2 separate regions of the Gossypium hirsutum genome follow, and region 1 is linked to region 2. A link is a contact called in public Hi-C data. All regions are on one chromosome and are shown on one strand. Each heading gives the region's core, a stretch centred on a gene start, on an enhancer-like site or on the middle of the called end of the contact. The rest is flanking DNA. Distances are from core to core; before and after follow the strand shown. Region 1 holds the start of LOC107932601 (growth-regulating factor 1). Region 2 holds the start of LOC107932534 (putative glycosyltransferase 7).

Evidence for each region. A called contact is a pair of places that touch in the nucleus more often than the background predicts.
Region 1: a contact with region 2 is called in a Hi-C map of leaf, with 1.8 times the contacts expected there. The contact joins the promoter of LOC107932601 here to the promoter of LOC107932534 in region 2. A contact is called at or near these places in 2 of 34 Hi-C or Micro-C datasets (both in leaf).

What each region holds. Positions count from the first base shown.
Region 1 is chrD03:3,277,418-3,282,046 of Gossypium_hirsutum_v2.1, reverse strand. LOC107932601 (growth-regulating factor 1) reads left to right here and starts at 2,740. Exons shown (of 4, transcript XM_016864659.2): 1 at 2,740-3,428; 2 at 3,727-3,930; 3 at 4,118-4,451. The coding sequence starts at 3,047.
Region 2 is chrD03:3,069,532-3,073,627 of Gossypium_hirsutum_v2.1, reverse strand. LOC107932534 (putative glycosyltransferase 7) reads right to left here and starts at 2,430. Exons shown (of 2, transcript XM_016864575.2): 1 at 895-2,430; 2 at 1-75. The coding sequence starts at 2,262. The coding sequence ends at 910.

The DNA.
Region 1 (4,629 bases), core at 1,491-3,990, 210 kb before region 2:
AAAAATTATTAAAATATGTGAATTTATAAATTCATTTAATAAAAAATTAAAATGTATCTTCCAATATTTTAATAAATTATATAATTAAATTAAATTATTTATTAGATAAAATGATAATTATTTTTAATTTTTTTAATACTTGTTATTGGAGACTTTTAGTTTGAAGATATTAAGACAATTGCATGTGCGTAAAAGTGCAAATGTTTTAAGTTGAAACCTCAAGTCAAAATTTTGGATGCTATTAACAAAGCTCCTATTTTGGTTTTTAGGAATCCAAAGCTCAGTTGCTGTTAACAACAATGCATCAGATGATGCAGATGAGGGTAGGAGAAAGGGATTTTTTTCTTTCAACCTTGTCATGCAATTTTTTTCTTTCATCTCTAATTTATTTCTCTTTGTTGGTTTTAAGTAGATAGGTTAACTCTCCATCTTTCTCTCTCAATTTCCCCCATTTTTCTCACTGCTTTATTAGTGATGTTTTTTTGTTCTTTGGCAGAAAATAAGTTGCCACAGCCTAGCAGCATGGGAAACAAAGCCCTTACTGTCAAAAGGTAAGTTTAGTTCTATGGATAATGATGAGATTGAGAGTTCACAGAACCTGTCTAAGCAACCCAATCTTGTTTCATATCTAAAAACCAAGCTCAATGCTCAAATTCAAGTCTTATTCAGCCAAAGATCCTAACTTTCAAGCTAAAAACGATGAAATAAAATCAAGTAGAACTCAGCAAATCACAAGAGCCCAATCAATACAATAGATAATTGAACAACTCCAGCTGTTGGCTGTGTTTTTGTCTGCAAGAAAACTGTTTGCAAGAAAACTGGATAAAATTGTAAAATAATAAATGAAAATATGGGCATTTTTGTCTGCAAAAAATCTATTTTGCTGGCTGTGTTTAAGCTGGAGGTTTTACCTCCAGTTGGAAATGAGGCTGCCAGTGAGATTGAATTCTTCAGTTGCACCTCACCGTTGTTTCTCCAAACGTCATCACAGTGCAGGGAAAAAGAATATTCCCTCAAAATCCCATCTCACCATGGCTGCATTGGCATCCAAAGGAAGCCTCAGTTGAAAAGAGAATAAATTTATACTCATACTTAATATTTATATTGAATAAAATAATTAATATTTTATTATTATTTGTTTTGGTAAGAGGTAGTTGGCTAGTGGAGTTAGGGATTGTCCCACTAACCAACGTTAACCCTAGATTTAAGCATACAAATTTCGTCTCCCCGTTTGATTTAGGTGTTTGGATTTGTATATTTTAAAGATGGTGGTAACAATAAGATTAATTATTATAACTGTGAGTTAAATAATTTTACTGCATTATAGAAAAAGCTCATCTAAATAAGTCCATAGTTGATATTTCTTTATTATTACATTGAGTAGGTTAAATTTTATTGGTAGTTTTTTATCATACAAAAGTTGTCAAGTTAATCATTCTACTCTAATTTAATCTTTTTCTTTTTCTTTTTTACTTTTTGAATTTTGAAAATTTAGTACTAATCTAAACGGTAGTTACTAAATTCCTTAAAATAAATTATAGATTTAAGAATATATATATAACAAAAGTAAAAAGCCTAATTTAATTATTTTTTTTAAAAAAATTCACATGTATCATTAAAATTACAAATAACTAAATCATAATAATTAAAAAAAACAGATGCATAATGGATTTAAGTCGTAATTAAAAAAATTAATTTCACAATATGTCCTCAAATTAAGATTTAAAATTTAAATTGGTTCTTAAATTTAAAATCTTTTAATTGAATTTTAAAGTATCAATCAAGTCTTTCAATAAGCTTAGTCATTAGGGACGGATCCAAAATTCTACTCTAAAGAGGGTGAAATTTCTAAATCTGAACCACCTTTTTTTAACATAAAAAAGTGTCAATTTTTTTCAGATATTTTTTTTCTTATCAAACAAATCAATTTAATATTTTTTAAAAAGTATGAAAGATTTAACTATAAAAAATTAAAAGAAAAAAATCACGCAGTATAAAATTAAATATTTCTTTCCAATATGCAAAAAAGAATAACTAATACTATGCTAAAAATTTCATAAATATCATTATAATTCCAAAAATTAAATTAAAAAGAACTTGGCCTTAGTCCTATTTCTCAATACTAAGCATCCTAAATTGTACATTCCATTTTTCATAAGATCGAACTCATCAATGTTAGAATCTGTTGAAAAATCTCTAGCTATCTCTTTTTCGATGTATGCCAATAAGTAAGTTAAAAGAAAATCATTCTTCATTCTATATATGTATGGGTATGGGCTAAATTAATTAATTTTAAAATTTGACTTTAAAATCATATTGGGCCTCTAAGTTTCAAATTATGTTTTTATTATTATCTTTTTCTTTTCAAGTAATATTTGATTTAATTATCATGTGTTTTAGTCTAAACTGGATTGAAATGTGTGAAAAGCTTTTATTTATATACTTTTATTAAGGTTAATCTTGAAAGGTTTAACCATTATGCAATGAACTAAACTCAACAAAAATATGGGTTATAGTGTTAAATCATATTACACTCTTATATTATTGAGAAGAAAAACCAAATATCTCAAAAAAAAACTAATATAAAAAATAAACTCGAAAAGAAGGAAGAGCTCTTAGAACAAGGAGAATTTTGTAACTTTGACCTTTCCTTGAAAGCAACGGATGCTTTTTTTTTTTTCACTTTAAAAGAAAAACCATGGATAAATATGTGCTAACATGTCTGGGATATATTGGCGTAGTGTGGTACTATATTATACCCTTGTTTGCTCCCTTTTTTTTATATAGTTTTTGCTCATAGTCTCTAAAATTGTGATACTTCCATTACAAAGATGAACCCCCCCCCCCCAAAAAAAATCTGATCTGAAACAGTGAAAGAAAAAACCCAAAACATAACACCTTTGTCCTTTTAAAGATGCTCCTCTCTTTCTCTGTCTTCAAACACTTGTTTTTATCCAAAGCTTCAACTTTCAACCCTTCCATGTCATCATCATCATCAACAACAACTCATGCTTTTTAGAGCCCTGTTTTTGTTTATTGGTTCTATATGGATTTTGGGGTTCTGGGTTTGGATGGTATTGTGGGTCCTAATAATGGAGCTCCATCTCCATCTCCATCTCCATCTCCATCTCCATCTCCACCAGTTGAGTCCAAGCCTAAGCTTTTCGGATCCGGGTTTACCAAGCAAGAAAGATCCTCTGATTCAGCTGAAGAAGAAGATCACTGGAAAAGTTGTAAGGTACCGAAGACAATGCCATTGCACCAAGGCATTCCTTTGTTGAGATCTAATGAAACTCCCCAACAACAACAAGATCATATGATTAGCTTCTCTTCACTCAAATCTGAACTTCCTTTTATCAGAAAAGATGGTAACTTTATGGAGAAAACTACACAAAGCAACGACTTCTCTATGTATACTAGAAATGCAGGTAATGTGTTTGAAAGTTTATGTTTTTTATTTTTTAGGTAAAAGAAAAAAAATTGGTACTTGGTGATATGATTTTGTTCATTAAAATGGGGTTTGTTTAAAGGGTTTAAGCATATTTGTTTCAATGTGATTGTGAAGGTCTTTTCATAGGCACTTACTTTATTCTTAATCCCAACATTTCTTGCTATTGGGTTCATTGACATTATTAAAATAGTTGGCAAAATAAGGACAATGGACATATGTAGCAAACAGTAAATGTTGCAGACAAGTGATTATAACCCTTAAATGTTTTGTTTCAGGATATGGTAGTGGAAACCTTAATGCAACCATGCATGGGGTTTTAACTCCATCTCAATGGATTGAGCTACAACACCAGGCATTGATCTACAAATACATCATGTCTAATGTGCCTGTACCTTCTAATTTGCTCACTCCTTTGAAGAAATCCCTTTACCCCTATGGCTTCACCAGTTCATCTGTTGGATCCTTGCCTTATAATTCATGTAAAGTTCTTATCTTGTTTGGTGCATAAACGAACAGTTTTGTGCAGAGTGATCTGTTTATGTTTTGTAGAAAGTTTTATCCAAAGCTATAGGTATCACAAATGAAAAAAAAAGGTGATTTTTAGCTATAAAGTAATTTTTTGCTTGCTTTGTCTTCATCATTGATCATTGTGTGGCTTTTATGTAGTGGGATGGGGTTCTTTCCATCTGCGGTATACTGGCAGCACCGATCCTGAGCCAGGGAGGTGTCGTCGAACGGATGGAAAGAAATGGCGTTGCTCCCGGGATGCCGTTGCTGATCAAAAGTATTGTGAAAGGCATATAAACAGGGGCCGCCATCGTTCAAGAAAGCCTGTGGAAGGCCAGACCGGCCACACTGCCACTAATTCAAAGGTGGAGTCGATGTCTTCCTCTATGTTGGCATCGGCAAAAACCAGTGGTGGTGCAGCCAATAGTCTCGCAATTGCACTGCAGCACCGGTCTGGTGCTGCTGATCCTTCTTCAGACACCCTTGTGAACAGGTAAAAAACTTGCTTTATGCTTTTGAGGTTGCTTTACTTGCTTACATTGATATTAATAATGATTATGCTTTAACTGTTTGTATACATATATTTTTCTGTTCCTTTCTCTTTACTTTAAAGTAGGACCCTATTGTGCCATCTTTACTTTTGGTGACATTGGCCACACTTGTAGTTGGGA
Region 2 (4,096 bases), core at 1,181-3,680:
TATCAGAGTCCGAATCGATTGCAGTTGTTCGTAAGAGAAACTCGAAAAGATAAGCAGAGGCATGGCTACGATTCACTGTTTAACAAAAAAAAATATATCATCAATTTCGACACATATTCGGGTATAAATATAATCTTCAATATACGTATATACATACTTGTATCTAACATCTCGAGTACATATGGCACTACGGTTGCTTGTTCAGTAAGTTAAAAACAAGGCATCTTCCATGCAAAATGTATGAAAGGGCATACAAAAACACAAAACTTCCAACATCAAACTAAAATCATTAATCAATATGAAAATTTCATGAATTTCCCATTTTAAGAAGATAATAAACTTGAATTTAACAAAATAATTTTAGTTGTATCAACGGTTGGACTTGCATATAAACCAAACAGAATATAGAGGGACTAAATTTGAAATATGTAAAAAAGTATAAGGACCTAAATCATATTTTAACCACGATAATAAAACCCACCAATATATGAACTCCCCAGATAGGTAACATAAAAATTCTACCTAATTCAAAAGAATTTCTTAATAGGTTCCTACCAAACCAAACCTTAGAACTAGTTGACAAATGATTCCATTCATTTGCCAAAGGGAACAAGAGAATTTTGTTAGTTTCTTGCATGCTTGCAAAAAAGCCCCCATAAATTTAGTCAAAAAGTACCACTCAAAAACACCCTTTAATCCCCCCTAAACCCCCCACTAAAGTCCCCGACCTACCCCAAAACACCAACATCATTGCTCCATCATAAAAGTAAAACAAATATAATTAATCCTTCAATCATGCATTACTTCAAACACTTTCAAAGCAAGATAATGAAAAGCAAACACTAAATCACATGCATTGTTAAAACTTTCTTAAATTTCAATAAGAACCCATACCTTTTATGCTTTTTTTCACCATGGTCCTTCATCAGCAGGGTAATCAAAAGGAACTTCACTAACAATGGAGGAATCTAGTAAATCAGGGTGTATGAACCCATACTTCCTCAAAACCTGATTATCAGCAAAGTTCAAAGCTTTAACCATCCCATTCCAACATGATTCACCATCATACATCTTATTATGATCACCATTACAAGGTTGACACCCTGTAAAATGTGTGATCAATGGTCTCCTCCAACTCCCTTTACCATTTCCAGCACTTTTCAAGTACTCTTCTCTAAACGCGCCGTATTGTTCACTAACTTTCTCTGCATGTCGCCTTCTTAACTCCGCCGTCCCTCTCTCGATCGCTAAGTACATCTCCGTTGTGTTTTCGTACCTTCCAAAGATCTCAACCCAATATCCTTCAAAATAAAACTCACCTTCTAGATATATATGATCATAATATTTCTCTTTGTGTTTATATAACAAGTAAATCAAAGCCGTTTGATCATCTGACTCAGGGAAAAGCTTGTCTTTGAACGTTGATCGCTGAATTTCACCCCATTTTTTGTAATCTTTGCTAATTGGTCCCATATTAGACCATGTTTCAATCAAATCCATTGACCATTGACAGTTTCTTATCAAAAAAACCCCAGCATTCAAACTGGTCCAACTCTTTTTATCGTAAATCAACTCAGGCCAACCATGGACGACCAAGTTATGGTTTTTATACCTTTGTAAAGGTAACTTAAACTCCATGTCTGTAAACAACGCGTCCGAGTCAACCCACCAGATCCACTCAGCTTCAGGGTGAGTCAACATGGCTGCTTTAACGACTGGTAATTTCGCCCAATAAGACCCCATTTTCGGGTGTAATAACAAGTTGTTGTAAAAAATATCGTATCCATGGATTCTACAGTAATCTACTTTGTTTTTAAAGGAACGTAATAGTAAATGGTCGCCGATGGGGTTCTTACATGGTTTCGGTTGTGACCCAGTTACGACGACGATTCTTTCACTTGCGCCGGCGGCGAACGATGGGTGATGGTTTAGCCATTGTTTCCGTTTTTCGTCCCAGTTTTTCACCGGCTTTTCAATGGAGTAACTCAGCTCTGGGTCGTCGTAAAAGGTCAGGCCTTTCGGGTCGGATTTTAAGTTAACTCCGAACCCACTTTCCTTACAGCTGACCGCAGACGACGGGTCGGTAATGGCGGAGCTGAAGTTGAGGGTCGGTGTGAAAAACGACCAAAATGAACATACTAATAAGATAGCTAAAAAGACACCGCCGCAGTAAAGGAAACTATCGGACAGACACCAAAACGACCGGTTTCGAGGTTTCGCCATTGGAGAAAACTGCGAAAGAGAAAACTCAGGAGACACCATTTTCTTTTGTTGTTTAAAAATAAGGTTTTTTTTTTAATGTTTGGTAATTAAGGAAATGAGTTTCTAAGGTTGTTTAACAGAGAAGAAAGACATGGAAAATTAAAAACAAAAAGACAAAATTTGGGATGTCCAAATTTGATTGTGGGATTAAAGAAGACGAAAGAGTGGACTGACATCGTTTTTAGTGTTTTTAGCTTTAGGCTCAGTTCTCACTGTTCTGTTTTTGGGTAAACTCCGTGTAAGAAATTCAAAAAATTAAAAAATAGTCACTAAATTATTTAAAAGTTTTCATTTAAGTCATTAAGCTTTTAAAATCGTTATTGTAAGACTTTCTCTGTTTACATTACCAACACGAGTCAAAAACTCTCCTTCCCCTTCTCTTCTACAATTTAACTTTTTTTTAAATAGCTTTGAATGTTACAAATTTACGAACTAAAATTTAAAAAAATTTCTTATCTGATCTTTGAGATATTGACTATCAGATCTACTTAAATTTAAGGTATATTCTTCTACTCGTTGATGGGTATTAATCCACCATCAAATTGTCTCTTAGAGCTTATTATCCAGATTTTGAAAAAAAAAACCTTAACAGTCCAATAACTTAAATAAAAATGTTTGAATAGCTCAGTGACTTAAATGAAGACTTTCAAATAATTCAATGACAATTTTATAATTTTTTGAAGTTAAATGACCAAAACTTAAACTTACTAATAGTTTAATGGCCTTGTGTATAGTTTACTCTTTATTTTTTTTATATATTATACTAAAATTTGAGATTTAATCAACATATTAAGAAACTAATTCGTAATTAAACATTTATAATATTTATTAATATATCAAAAATGGTAAGACCCATATTTGGTACTATCAAAGAGATTTTGTAAAAAATATATATATTTTATTAATAAATATGTAAATTTATTATCAATTTAATATGATTGGATGGTTTTCAAGTAATGATAAAATTTTAGCATCATCGCTTTTGCTACAAAGATACATATTTTTGTCATTTTGGACTCACTAGTAATAATCTAAAAGTAAATGAGTCAAATTATATCAAATTAAAATAAGGAGATTAAATTATTAGTTTTATCATAGGAGGGGGACTAGAACTTGAATTAGACCTTTGTTTTAAAAGTGAAATAGGCGTCTCTTTTTTCGGTGCGCCGGGATGCTAAAATACGCTGGCTTGAAAAAAAAAGGAGATTTAAAGAGTTAAGAGGAGCGTGAACTGCGGTTGGAGAAGACGTGAGAGGTTGACACGTGTAATTATTGCCGACAGCTTTGGACTAAACATGGAATCTACGTTGGAGTTTTTCATTTGGGTCGTTAACCTTCCCGTTATTTCCGTTTAAATTGTCTGTTTAATTTTTCTTAATTATTGCAATTCAAAGACCAAAATAAAAAGATTATTATTTTGATATTTTTATTTCTTATTTGATATTTATTTTTAAAATATTAATTAAATATTTTTATCAAATTTTTAAATTCACTTGTTCTCACATAAGGATAGACCACCTTATAGGCATATTGATACTCAAAATTAATCATTATCAGGTAATTTTTTTTATCTGCATATTGATGGGACGAGGAATGTGAATGCATGGTTAGCTTCTGCTGGTGTTGTGGTGTAAGACCAGTCCAAGGAATAGACTGATGGGTTTAACCATGATTTGGAAGATTGTTCAATTTTTTATATTGAGTTGAAGGGCATATAAGATGATTTACTTTTGTTACAAAAAACAGGATATGATAAGGTTTTGATTCAAACAAATTGTTTTAATGTGGTTAAAGCTATCTAAGAAGGTTACTCTGTATCCTCAAATTCAACTTT